Regions from separate parts of the Sus scrofa genome. Here region 2 is linked to region 1. Evidence: chromatin contacts called from public Hi-C data. All regions are on one chromosome and are shown on one strand. Each heading gives the region's core, a stretch centred on a gene start, on an enhancer-like site or on the middle of the called end of the contact. The rest is flanking DNA. Distances are from core to core; before and after follow the strand shown.

Region 1 (6,461 bases), core at 3,394-5,893:
CCGGAAAAAAGACTTTTAAAAGAGATATTCACCCTCATTAGTCATCACTGAAATGCAAATTAAAACCACAATGAGATCCCACCACATGCCCACTAGAATGGCCAGAATGGCCAAAATTTAAAAGACAGACAAGTATCGATGAAGATACGGAGCAACTAGGACCGTCACAGCTGACGGAAATGTAAAATGGTGTAGTGGGTTTGAATAGCATCCTCCAAAAAGATAGGTCCAAGTCTTGACCACTGGTGCCTCTACCCTTATTTGGAAAAAGGGGCTTTGCAGATGTAATTAAGTTAAGGACCTTGAGGAATACAAAATAAAGAGCACCCTGGATTTAGGGTAGGTCCTCAAATGCAATGTGTTGATTGGTGTCCTTACAAGAGAAAAGTCAGAGACATCTGAGACAAAGAGAATGTACCATGGGAAGACAGATGGGAACAGAGGTTCAAGTTATACAGCCCAAGCCAAGGAATGCCAAGAGGCATCAGAGGCTGGAAGAGACAAGGAAGCATTTTCCTCTAGAGCCTTCAGAGGCCCTATTGACAGCCTGATTCCACACCTATCTCTAGACCTATGAGCTAATACGATTTTGTTTTAAAACATCCAGTTTGTGGTAGCTTGTGCCAGCAGCCCTAGAAAACCAATATAAATGGGAGAACCACTTCAGAAAATTGTTTAGCAGGGTCTTATAAGGTGAAACACAGAACTACTACAGGACTCACCAATGGGCTCCTGGGTATTTATCCAAAAGAAATGAAAACTTAGACTTATCCATGAAGGTCATAGCAGCTTTTTTCATAACAGCCCTCGGCCAGAAATGATCCAAATGTTCAGCAACAAGTAAATAAATAAACAAATGGGGTCAAGCCATACGGTAGACGACTTATCAGCAAGAAAAAGGAATGAACTATTGATACAAACAACATGAAAAAAAATCTCAAAAATTATGCCGAGTGAAAGCAGATACATACAGTATACTTCTATCTATATAAAATTCTAGATAATACAGATTCATCTACAGTCATAGAAAACCTACCAGTAGTTGCTTAGGAGCCAAGGTGGAGGAAGAGACTGACTACATATCAGCAAGAGGAAACTGCTGGAAGAGACTGAAATGCTCTCTACATCAACTGTGACAGTGGTTTCACAGGGGTATACATCTGCCATGACTCATCAAATTGGGTCCTACAAATGGGTGCAAATTACCACACGTAAATTACACCTCAATAAAGGTGATTAGAAAAAGGAGAAAATGGAGTTCCCGTCGTGGCGCAGTGGTTAACGAATCCGACTAGGAACCATGAGGTTGCGGGTTCGGTCCCTGCCCTTGCTCAGTGGGTTAACGATCCGGCGTTGCCGTGAGCTGTGGTGTAGGTTGCAGACGCGGCTCGGATCCCGTGTTGCTGTGGCTCTGGCGTAGGCTGGTGGCTACAGCTCCGATTCGACCCCTAGCCTGGGAACCTCCATATGCCGCGGGAGCGGCCCAAGAAATAGCAACAACAACAACAAAAGACAAAAAAAAAAAAAAAGAAAAAAAGAAAAAGGAGAAAATAATGCACGTGTAAATGAATATCTTATATTTAAGATTTAAAACTTTATTTCCTGGGAGTTCCTGTCGTGGCTCAGCAGAAATGAATCTGACTAGCATCCATGAGGACGCAGTTTTGATCCCTGGCCTCGCTCAGTGGGTCAAGGATTTGGCATTGCTGTGAGCTGTGGTGTAGGTCAAAGGCTACAGCTCCAGTTCAACCCCCAGCCTAGGAACCTCCATATGCCACAGGTGCGGCCCTAAAAAATTAAAAATTAAAAAACTCCATTTCCTATACTTTGTTCTAGCCAATAATGTTTCATAAATAAACAAATTTTAAATAAAGATCACAGTCAGACAATTAGATATATGAATTCAACATGTTTCACAAGTAGAAGATAGAAAAAAGCTTTGGAGTCTGGGCCCTAGTTTTGCACAGCAACCAAGTGGCCTTGGGCAAGTTAAAAGGTCTACAGCCTTGGTCTCAAAATCCATTAAATGTGGATGATATATTTTTTCTTTTTTGCTTTTTAGGGCTGCACTTGTGGCATATGGAGGTTCCCAGGCTAGGAGTCAACTTGGAAGCTACAGCTGCCAGCCTGCACCACAGCCACAGCAGCGCAGGATCATCTGCAGCTCACACCACAGCTCACAGCAACACCAAATCCTTAACCCACTAAGCGAGGCCAGGGATCAAACCTGCATCCTCATGGATCCTTGGTGGGTTCATTAACCGCTGAGCCACAAAGGGAATTCCTGGATGATATTAACAAAGACTGCACGGGCAACCGTTATGGTTTCAATAGAGTAAAAGCTTCTTTGTGCAGGGATCTATCTTAGCCAAAATCATAGTCACGTGTCTGGCAATAATAGGTGCAAAATAAATCTTTACAGAAAAAAAATGAGTAACTTTAAATGTACACCCAAAAGGTAAGAGACATCATGCACAGTACCACTGTGTGACATTTCTTTGCACTGCTGCACGTAGACTAACACAAGAAGATCTTCCCCCTTCATACCCACCTTTACATACTGCCCTTATCACATACAGACTCAAGCGTGGAAACTTCAGGTCCCTAGTGAAATGTTGCTATAACCTGGGTCAAAATAGACGCTTTTTTTTTTTGCTGTGCTTGCAGCATGCTGAAATTCCCAGACCTGAGATGGAATCTGAGCCACAGCAGTGACAACCCTGAATCCTTAACCCCTAGGCCACCAGGGAAGTCCTATAATAGAACACATTCTATATTATATATATGTATGTGTGTATATATACACATATTTTTTTTTATAGGCTACACCCCCAGCACATGGACATTCCCAGGTCAGGGACTGAATCTATACTGCAACCTATGCTGTAGCTGCAGCAACACTGAATGCTTTAACCCACTGTGCCAGGCCAGGGATGGAACCTGCGCCTTTACAGCAACCCCGGCTGCTTCTGACAGATTCTTTTTTTTTTTTTTTTTTTTTTGTCTTTTTAGGGCTGCACCTGAGGCATATGGAGGTTTACAAGTTAGGGGTCAAATAGGGACTACACCACAGCCACAGCAACACCAGATCCGAGCTGCATCTGCAACCTACACCACAACTCACAATGCCGGATCCTTAACCCACTGAGCGAGGCCAGGGGTTGAAACTGCGTCTTCATGGATCCGAGTCAGATTCGTTTCCACTGAGCCACAAGCGGAACTCCATGCAGTCAGATTCTTAACCCTCTGTACCACAGCGGGAACTCCCACATTTTATATTTTAAATCCATAGAGGTGTTACCCTAAGATAAAGTGAGTTCACTTGTAGGACCCTAAATTCTATAAGAGTACAAACGGTGTCTGCTTCACTTACCAATGCTTCTCACTTCCAATAACTACCTAATACAGAGTGAGCAACAAACAGCATGTGTAAAGACCCTGTAACCAAATAAAGCACAGGAAAGAGAAACTTCTAAGAAGGCCAAAGTGGCTGATGGGCAGAGAGCAGGGAGGGTGTCACATCCCTTGAGGTTGTGGATGATGCAGGTAGGTTCTACACCATGCAAAACACTGTGGGCCATGTGAAGTTTTGTCTTTATCCCAAGAGCAAGGAAAGCCATGAAAGATTTTTAAACAGGTGGCTGGCAGAGGAGTTAGGAAGGAAAGAGTCATGATTAGATTTGCATTTTGAAAAGCTCACACACTGCAGTGTGGAGAAGAGACTGGTTGTGTGGGAAGAGCAACAGAAAGGAAGCAAGGCGTAAGGTGAATATGGACCAAGAGACGACTGGAACAGTCCATGGAAGAGGTAATTGTAGCTTGGTCCAAGGTGGTAAAGATGGAAAAAAGTGAACCAATGTATTTAGACAAATCACGACTTGATTTGGGGAATGAGGGAAACAGTTCTTCTGAGGCTTAAGTCTTCTTCTGTAAAACAGAATTGATGTTACTCCATCTGTATAATATCTATCTTGCAATCTGCTGTGATAAAAAAATATGAAATAATACAAATATTATGAAAACGCAGAGCCTGACACTAATAAATGATTTTTAAAAAATTCTATTACTGTGACTACTGTCATCCCATGGAACAAGCAACTGTTACAGGATGAACCCCAAAAGGAGAAAATAGGAGTGTAGTTAAAGATCCTATCCGCTGTGATGAAGACACAGAACATACACTGTTTGAAAACAGCACAGCTGAATACACAGATATTTCACCTACATCTACCCCAGTCCTCAGAAATCATTACCGAAGAGGAAGCACAACTGTTACGATCACAGGCATATTCGAGTCCGGTAAACTGAGGCACAAGAGTAGCTACAAATTTAATCAAGGAATTAGATGCAGAAGCAGGACAAGGAAAGGGGTGTCTAGATTCTCATGTGAGCTGATCCAACGGGACTAGGCCTGCAAACAGCACGAATTTACAACCCCCAAAGTCTCTGGTTCCCTTGCTAACAAGGCCTTGTCATCCCTTGGCTTAAGATCGTGGGTGCGCTCGCCATCCAACCAAGTCCTTCGGGTTCCCAGCCCCCATTACAAGTGCATGAAAGATCCCAGACTCTGAGGAGCCCAAGATACCTTAGCTTCGCGCTCTCGTTCCTCGGCGGTTGGGGTTCGCTTCATGCTGCTGCTATAGCCTCCTTCGCCACTGCTAGCCGCGTAGATTCCGCGCCCTGGACCCCGCCTCCTCTGTGTAGTTCTCTCGGGATCTTGCTCCCGCCTGGCGCCATTCGCTCTCGGAGCCGCGAGAACTACCACTCCCAGAGCGCACCACGGCTACGCCGGAATTAGCCTCGGGGTTTGGAGCAAGAGAATTTCCCAGGTCCAACAGCTGGGTGATCGTAGTCCGCAGCGCAGCGAGCAGGAGGGCCACGGCCCGAGGAGAACTACATTTCCCAGGAGTCAACGGAGCCTGCCATGTTTTTTCCCGTGCTCCTCTCGGCCAGCCGCCCCACTTGCCGTCGGCGCTATAGCAACGGTAACTAGCGGCTGAGAGAGAGTGGCGGTGAGTATTCTGGGGGAGCACAGGGGAGGAAGGGGGCAGATCTGCAGCACGGGCCACGGTCCTGGGGTCTGCTCTACCATCTGGAGAAGACCCTGGAGTTCTGCTCGCGTGAAGAGCAGCCCGGCCCGAGACACCACTTCCTCAGGCCTGAATCACAGGCAGCCTATATTATTCCCACGCCCCGCACCGGTTTGAAATTTTCTATCCTAGCCCTGAAACCTAGCTCTCGAGAGCTAATGCTAATTGCCATGACTAGCTAGGTCCTTCTTTAAGTAGGTCCCAGAAACAGTATGCTTATTTGTCCTGGGTTAGGAGTTCGTTGGGAAACCCTAATAAGCCTCTTGAGTGACATTTTGTTTGCTCAGTTATTTACAATTATTTGTTTATCGTGATTACCCCATAATCTATCAAGGTGGGAGTCTTTGTTTACCATTTTAGTCTTAGTGGCAGGTATTCAATTATTCATTCCATAAAACAATGTAGGTGCCCACTCTGTGCTAGGCACTGTTCCGACCAGCTATGAACAGGACTGATGCGGGTCTTAAGACGCTTATACTTTATTAGTGAAGATGAAATAGTAACGAACTAGTAAATAAGATTATTTCATATCGAGCTGATTGCTATACAAGAAACAAATGGTGCTGAACTTGGAAGGAAGGGTACTCTAACATAGGAAGATCAGGGAAGGCCTCTCTGAGGAAGTGATATTTGAGCTGGACACCAAAGAATGAGGAGCCACCTCATGCAAAGGCCTTGGGCAAGACAAGGATACTGTGAATTCAAAGAACCTAGAGAATAGTGTGAGTGGTGCATAATGAGCCAGGAGGGATTGCCTGAAAAGATATTGGAGAGACATTGCAGCCCCGTGCAGGGTTTCTCAACCTTGGCTCTATTAACATTTGAGGCCACATAGTTCTTTGTTGTGGTTCAATGTTTAACATCATCTCTTGACCACTAGATACCAGTATCACTGGTGCCCCCCACCTTCCCAGTTGTGACAACCAAAAATAGGACCAGACAGCTACTTGGAATATGTGTGAACTTGGGCAAAGTACCTAAGCCTTGTCTCAGTTTCTTCATTAGTAGCAAACGTAAGTAACAACCTCACAAGCCTATTGTGAGATATTTCATTAATTTACACAAGCAGAGCACTTAGGAGAGTGCCTAGCACATTTTAGCGAGAATTCAATAAATGTTAACACCATCATCATCGTTATTGTTATAAAAGTACCAAATTCTCTCAGGGAAAAGTTATCATTTTCGTGGGAGTTCCCATTGTGGCTCAGTGGGTTAGTAGCCCAATTAAAATTCATGAGGATGCAGGTTTGATCCCTAGCCTCGCTCAGTGGGTTGGGGATCCCACTTTACCGTGGGCTTTGGCGTGGGTTGTGGTTGTGGCTCGGATCCTGTGTTGCTGTGGCTGTGGTGTAACCCGGCAGCTGAGCTCTG
Region 2 (6,953 bases), core at 2,794-5,293, 240 kb after region 1:
TTGAGGTTTCTGATTTTTCATTTTAATCAAAAATGTGTAATTAACATGCATGCTTGAGTTTCTTTAAGAAATACTCCAAGAGGTAGAATTGCTGAGTCAGAGAATATGCATCTTCAACTTTACTAGCCACTGCCAAATTTCCCACTAAAGTGATTGTGCCAATTTACACTCTCCCCAAGGTACACTAGCAGTACAGAGTCCTTGTCTCTCTACATAGTGACCAAATTTGCTATTATAAGACTTCAAATTTCCCCAATCTGATGAGAATGAAATATTATCTTAAACTTCCTTGGTTATTAGCAAGACTGAACATCTTTGCCTAGATCTATTAGCTAGGTGAATTTAGATCTTTGTGAAATCGTACACCTTTCCCATTTTTTAGCAGCTATTTGTCAATCACTTAACTATTTGTTAGTTCTTAACATAATTCTGGATACTGATCTTTTGTTACATTGTAAATATCTTCCCCCAGTGTGCTCTTTGTTTTTAATCCATTTAGTCCAGCAGAAAAGTAAATAATCTGAACCCATAGGTAAAAATTTTAAAATAAAAACTGAGCTTTTGAAATGGAAATAAAACTGAAGTCTAAGACATTACTTATATTAAAACATTAGATAAGTTTAGTTTACTATAGCTGAAAATGATGATTCCATAATTTGACTTTTGCTTTTAAAGTTTCTTATCTGGAGTTCCCGTCGTGGCGCAGTGGTTGATGAATCTGACTAGGAACCATGAGGTTGTGGGTTCGATCCCTGCCCTTGCTCAGTGGGTTAATGATCCTGCGTTGCTGTGGCTCTGGTGTAGGCTGGCAGCTACAGCTCCGATTCGACCCCTAGCCTGGGAACCTCCATATGCCGAGGGAGCGGCCCAAGAAATGGCAAAATAAATAAATAAATAAATAAAGTTCCTTATCTGTCACTTGACTGGATTACTCTGCCTCTACTTTTCTTTTTCATAATGATTATACTTTTGTACCTTATTAAAGTCCACTTCTGGGAATTCCTGTTGCAGCTCAGTGCGTTAAGAACTCAATGACACTGTCTCTGTGAGGACATTGGTTTGATCTCTGGCCTTGCTCAGGGGATTAAGGATCCCACATTGTTGCAAGCTGCGGTGTAGGTCACAGAATCAGCTTGGATCCACTGTTGCTGTGGCTATGGCACAGGCCTGCAGCTGCAGCTCCCAATCAACCCCTAGCCCTGGAACTTCCATATGCTATATGCTGCAGGTGCAGCCATAAAAAAAGAAAATAAAAGAAAGACCACTTCTCTTTTGCAGGTTTACAGCCCAGGTGTTCAACTCTTTATGTACTCCCTCTTGTTCTTAGGCCTAAATATAACTCAGGATGAAGTTCAAGGTTAATAAATAGACTAGATGAAGTTCCCACTATGGGGCAGTGGGTTAAGAACCCAACTGCAGCAGCTCAGGTTGCTGCAGAGGCACAGATTCAATCCCCAGCCCAGTGCAGTGGGTTAAAGGATCAGCACTGCTGCAGCTGCACAGGTCATAGTTGTGGCTTGAATTCAATCCCTGGCCTGGGAACTTCCATATGCCATGGGTGCAGCCATTAAAAAAAAAAAAAAAAAAAAAAAAAAAAAAAAAAAAAAAGGCCACAGCTAAAAGATTATAGTTCTTGTAATTTATTTTACAAATTTATTGTAAAATATTTTAATAGTGATTTTTTTAAGCCATTAGGAAGATAAATTTTGGTATTTCCTCCAAAATGCCAAACATTCTTTTTCCACCAGTCTTTAATTTGAGAAAATTAACTCAAAAGGCATAAATGATAAATGTAATCAATCAACAGAAAAAGCAGTTTCTACCTCCTCTTTAAAACACCATTTGAACTTTTGTATAATTGATTATAACACTGTTGCTTATCCTCCAAAGAGGAAACTAAGTATTTACATGTTCCATATATAAGATACAAGTCTTGTGTACGTAGCTCTAAATTTAACACCATATAATATTTTATTACCTTTTCATTTTAGAATATCCTTATTTAGAATTCTCCCAATATTACATAAGGATGAGTCATAACCTTTAATAGTAAACACTTTATACAAATGCCCAGTACATTAAAATTTAAGGAGTTCCCATTATGGCTCAGCAGTAATGAACCCAACTAGTATCCATGAGGATGTGGGTTTGATCCCTGGCCTTGCTCAGTGGGTTAAGATCTAGGGTTGCTGTGAGCTGTGGTGTAGGTCGCAGATGCAACTCAGATCTGGCATTGCTGTGGCGTAGGCCACAGCTCCTATTTGACCCCTAATCTGGGAACTTCCATATGCCACGGGTGTGGCCCTAAAAAGCAAAATAAAATAAAATAAAATGTAAATACTTTTTGACAAATAAATAACATATAATGGATACTAACTTAGATGTGGTAAAGGAAAACCATGACCTAGCTTCTAAATTTAGCACTCCATAGGTACAAATGCTCAGAAAATAATAAATAAAGAGAATTCTCATGGTCACTGTGATTTATAAGCTTTTATATTAGTCACACTACAAACTCTAATATAGCTGAGTTACCTCTGCTCTGAACATCTCAGGATTCTGGTTAAAGATACATAGTTTCCCTCAACTGTTCCTTTGCTTACAGTTGGCACAGATTTTCTGCAAGCCACGTATAAGGCACATGCTAACCAATGAAGATCATTTCCCTGTAACATAAAAGAAAACTGATTTTAGTTAAATAACACCTCAGTTAGACCTTCCCATTCTGAGCCTATTCGCCTACTTGCCATAAACTATAAAATAACTTAAGAAAATCATATGGCCTCCTGTTTAAATACCACTCAAACAGGCAGTCAAACAGCAGATAAACAATGTAGACTTCCGTGTCACTTCCCATTGGCCCATAAAGGGGAGGTGCCTACAGAGTAGAGCCTCACTGGCTAGAATGGCCATTTTTCTCCTCTGCAAGCCCCGTCCAAAGAAAGAGACAAAACACACCTTGATCACAGCGACTATAAGAGTCCTGTGCAATGTCTGGGGGGACCAAAAGGTCCCCAAGGTCGCCCCATTTCTGACTTCCTAGAGACGTGAGTCTATATCTAGGCAGGCAGAAAGCTCGTTTCTTTTGCTCTACGGAAGATTCGTCTTTGTTTACACATACATAAACACAGCCCGAAACGTTAACAATGTACTCAAACGGATACACTGCCTGAACGAAAGCAATTTGCTACAAGAGGAAAAGAACTGAAGAAGCCTGGAAACGCAGGCGCTAAAATCGGGTTAATCTCGGTGCGAACGTAGGCAAGTCCCTGCACCCCACCCCCACCCCCCCGAGTATGGTCTTGATCTTGACAACTGCACCTGTTCATTCTGCCAACAAGGTGGTTGTGTTTTTGTAATTGGACTCCAGCCCAACCTCAGCCTCGCAGTGCTACTTTAGGGCAAGGGCTGTTCTCCCTTCGGAACCGGAGAGGGAAGAGCAGCGAGTCAGGGTTCACTTTCCGGACCGTCAAGAGTTTTTCAAGAGCCAGGTTTCCAGAACGAAGCTGCGCAGAGAGGTTTCCCTCCCGGCTCAAGGCTGGGGTCGGCCCGGGGGATCCCCCCGCAGGGCGTCCTAGCCGGGGTGAGATGGGGCCCCGTCCCCGGAGGCGAGGCGCGACCACTAGGCCCAGAAAGCCGCTGGTCTCCTCCCCCGGGCTCACCTCCAGCGTGTAGCTCTCGCTCATGCTCCGGTAGCTGTCCCAGGCCTCCGCCCGCGCCGCCTCGTCCATGTTCAGTCGGCTGCACAGCTCTTCAAACCGTTGCTGGGTCTGAGGGGCTGGCGACCGAGAAGGCTGCGCGGCGTCCTCCGCCTCGCCATCGTCTTCCTCCTCCTCGTCCGAGGCCGCCGCCGCCGGAGGGGGAGGAGGGGGCGGCGGCGACTGGTCGCCTCCCGACGGCATAGTGCACACCTGGGCGGCCGGTCCTCAGGTGAGCCGAGGGCCCGGGCCCGCAGCCATTCAAACCGCAAAGCGCCCGCCTGTCCGCCGCCCGCTTCAAGACTGCGCCGCCGCCAACGGCGCTAGACCTCACGTCGGCACCCGTAGTTCCGAGTGAGGCCTGCTGGGAAATGTAGTCCAGCCCACGGGGATCAAAAATCATATTTTAAAAATCATCTCGTGTCGTCTCCCTCCGGGTTAAATAAAAGGGACTTTTGTATATTTCAGGTACCTCCTCATAGAGAGACCATTTTTGCAGGGCTGTATTGAAGAGAAACCATCCAAGAAACATTGACTTGAGAAGGTGTAGTGTCCAAGATGTCCCCAGAATACCCATCACCTGCGCGTCCTTATCTAAAAAATAAATATTATAGTAAGAGTCTGCCTAAATTCAAATTTAGGGGTCTCTTTTAGTTTTTTACTGTTTTTAAATTTCATGTGAGACTTTCAAGTAATTATTGGATTTTTTTTTTAAGTATTAATTCTTTTTTCCCCATAGGGTGAATTTATCTTCACCTACAGGTGACTGTATTTGTACTATTCTTAGTCACTCCGTTGCTTTAAATTCATTCTTTTATTTTCATTTTGCTATCTCTGTTCAAATCTTTATGAATCCCTATATTTCCAATCCTTATGGATTTACAGGGGGTACAGTATAAAACATTTTCATGCACTAGGAGTCTTAAGGCATTGAAGTTTTGTATGGGGTCACTTCTCTCTCTCTTTCCACTGAATCTCTAAACCCAGCCACCATACTGTGAGGAAGCCCAGGTCCCTTGGAGAAGCCTCTTCTCCAAGAGGAAGCTTTCATCAGTGAAAGGGATGAAAATATTTTATTCCATCACTACTGACATTAGGGGGAAGAACTGGGTTCTGTTTTGATTTGTGCAGAGATGATTGAGGTTTTAAAGGAGAGATGAAGGAGAAGAGATGGTGCGAGAGCAGAGCTCAAGAAAAAAAAGTAGGAAGGATTGGTGAGTATGAATGTGATTAGGCCACCAGGTTCTGCTAGTTGTCAGTTTGTTGAAGTTAGAAGACAGCCCTCCCTGGAGTTCCCATTGTGGCACAGTGGGTTAAGGATCCCTGGCCTTGCTCAGTGGGTTAAGGATCTGGCGTTGCCATGAGCTGTGATGTAGGTCGCAGACACGGCTTGGATCCGGAGTTGCTGTGGCTCTGGTGTAGGCCAGCAGCTACAGCTCCAATTAGACCCCTAGCCTGGGAACCTCCATATGCCGAGGGAAGCGGCCCTAGAAAAGGCAAAAAGACAAAAAAAAAAAAAAAAAGAAGAAGAAGAAGACAATCCTCCCACAGAGACTGGGAGATGAGGCCATATCCTTCCTGATGACTACATTTCAAAGGAATATGTACAGGTCATTAAGAAAAACACCCATGATATGTAAAAGATGCAGTGGGCCCTCAGTCTGCAAAGGTTGTGCATCCACAGGTTCAATCATTTGTGGATCAAAAATATATTTTTTATGAGTTCCTGTTGTGGCGCAGCAGAAACGAATACGAGTAGAAATCATGGGGTTGCAGGTTTGATCCCTGGCCTCACTCAGTGGGTTGGGGATCTGGCGTTGCCGTGAAGTGTGGTATAGGTTGAAGACTCGGCTCAGATCTGGCCATTGCTGTGGCTGTGGCTTAGGGCAGCAGTTGTAGCTCTGATTTGACCCCTAGCCTGAGAACTTCCATATGCCGTGGGCGCGGCCCTAAAATATATATATATATATATTTTTTTTTATTTTCAGAAAGTTCAGGAGTTCCCCTGGGGTATAGTAATTTAAGGATCTGGCATTGTAACTGCAGCAGCTCGGGTGGCTGCTGTGATATAGGTTCAGTCCCTGGGCAGGGAACTTCTGTGTGCCTTAGGCATGCCCATCTTAAAAAAAATTCCAGAAAGTTCTAAATAGCAAAACTTGCATTTGCCACTCATCCTGGCAACTATTAAATAGTATTTACATTATATTTACAACTATTTACATCATATGTACATTGTATTAGGTTTTGTAAGTAATCTAGTGATGATTTAAAGCTTACACAGAAAAGAGTTCCCACTGTGGCACAGGGGTAAATGACCCGGCACTATCCCTTGGCAGCATGGGTTTGATCCTGGCCTGGAAACTTCCATATGCTGCCAGCGCAGCCGTAAACATGCAAACAAACAAATAAGTAAATAAATTCTACGTGAGGATATACATGACTTATATGGAAATACTATCACATTTTATATAAGAGGCTTGAGTCTCAGCATATTTTGGTATTTTTAGGACTCCTGGAACCAGTTCCCACAGATACCAAGGACAACTGTACATCTCAAAAGGACAAAAGAAAGAATTATAATTGAAAGCCCTTGTTAGTAAATGCTGTAAGAAAGGGAGGTCTGGGGCCTCTCATCAGGCATTGGCAAGAATTTAAATTCCGGCAGCACTGACCTTTCTCAGGCAGGTCGTTTAATGGGGTCTGGAGTCATTCGAGGACACAGCCTTATGCTGCTAGAAGCCATGCTAGAGTTTGAGCATCTCTGAGTACAAGAGTTTGAAGGAGATTTCTGCTGTTCTCATCAGGCACATAGGACCTCGGGCCCCTGGCTCTCAGCCCTCAACCATGCAGAATGAGCCAGTTTGGAACCAGATCCTCCAGCCTCCAGTCAAGCTGTCCCAGCTTATTCAAGAAGGAGCAGGCATGAACCATCCCACTGATCTCTGCCCAGCTGCTGCAGATCTGTAGGCAAAAGAAATGGTCACAGATGCGGCTCGAATCAGGTGTTGCTGTAGCTGTAGAGTAGGCCAGCAGCTGTAGCTCTGATTCGACTTTTAGCCTGGAACTTCTATGTGCCATGGGTGTGGCTCTAAAAAAAAAAAAAAAAGAAATGGTTATTATTGTCTCAAGCCACGAAGTTTTAGGATGGCTTGTTATGCAGGAATAATCACGCACCTGTTAAGTGTAAGATGCATCTATCAATTCTCGTGAGAGAAACAAATTGCTTAGTAATTGAAATTTTTTCTTGGTAATATT

What was found. Hi-C and Micro-C count contacts between places; a contact is called where the count stands out from the background.
Region 2: a contact with region 1 is called in a Hi-C map of liver, with 7 times the contacts expected there. The contact joins the promoter of RBL2 here to the promoter of FTO in region 1. A contact is called at or near these places in 3 of 47 Hi-C or Micro-C datasets (heart right ventricle, liver and skeletal muscle).

Annotation. Positions count from the first base shown.
Region 1 is chr6:31,560,031-31,566,491 of Sscrofa11.1, forward strand. FTO (fat mass and obesity associated) reads right to left here and starts at 4,644. Exons shown (of 9, transcript NM_001112692.1): 1 at 4,586-4,644. The coding sequence starts at 4,630. RPGRIP1L (protein fantom) reads left to right here and starts at 4,907. Exons shown (of 25, transcript XM_021097100.1): 1 at 4,907-5,012.
Region 2 is chr6:31,798,004-31,804,956 of Sscrofa11.1, forward strand. RBL2 (retinoblastoma-like protein 2) reads right to left here and starts at 4,044. Exons shown (of 22, transcript XM_021094168.1): 1 at 3,663-4,044; 2 at 2,536-2,666. The coding sequence starts at 3,902.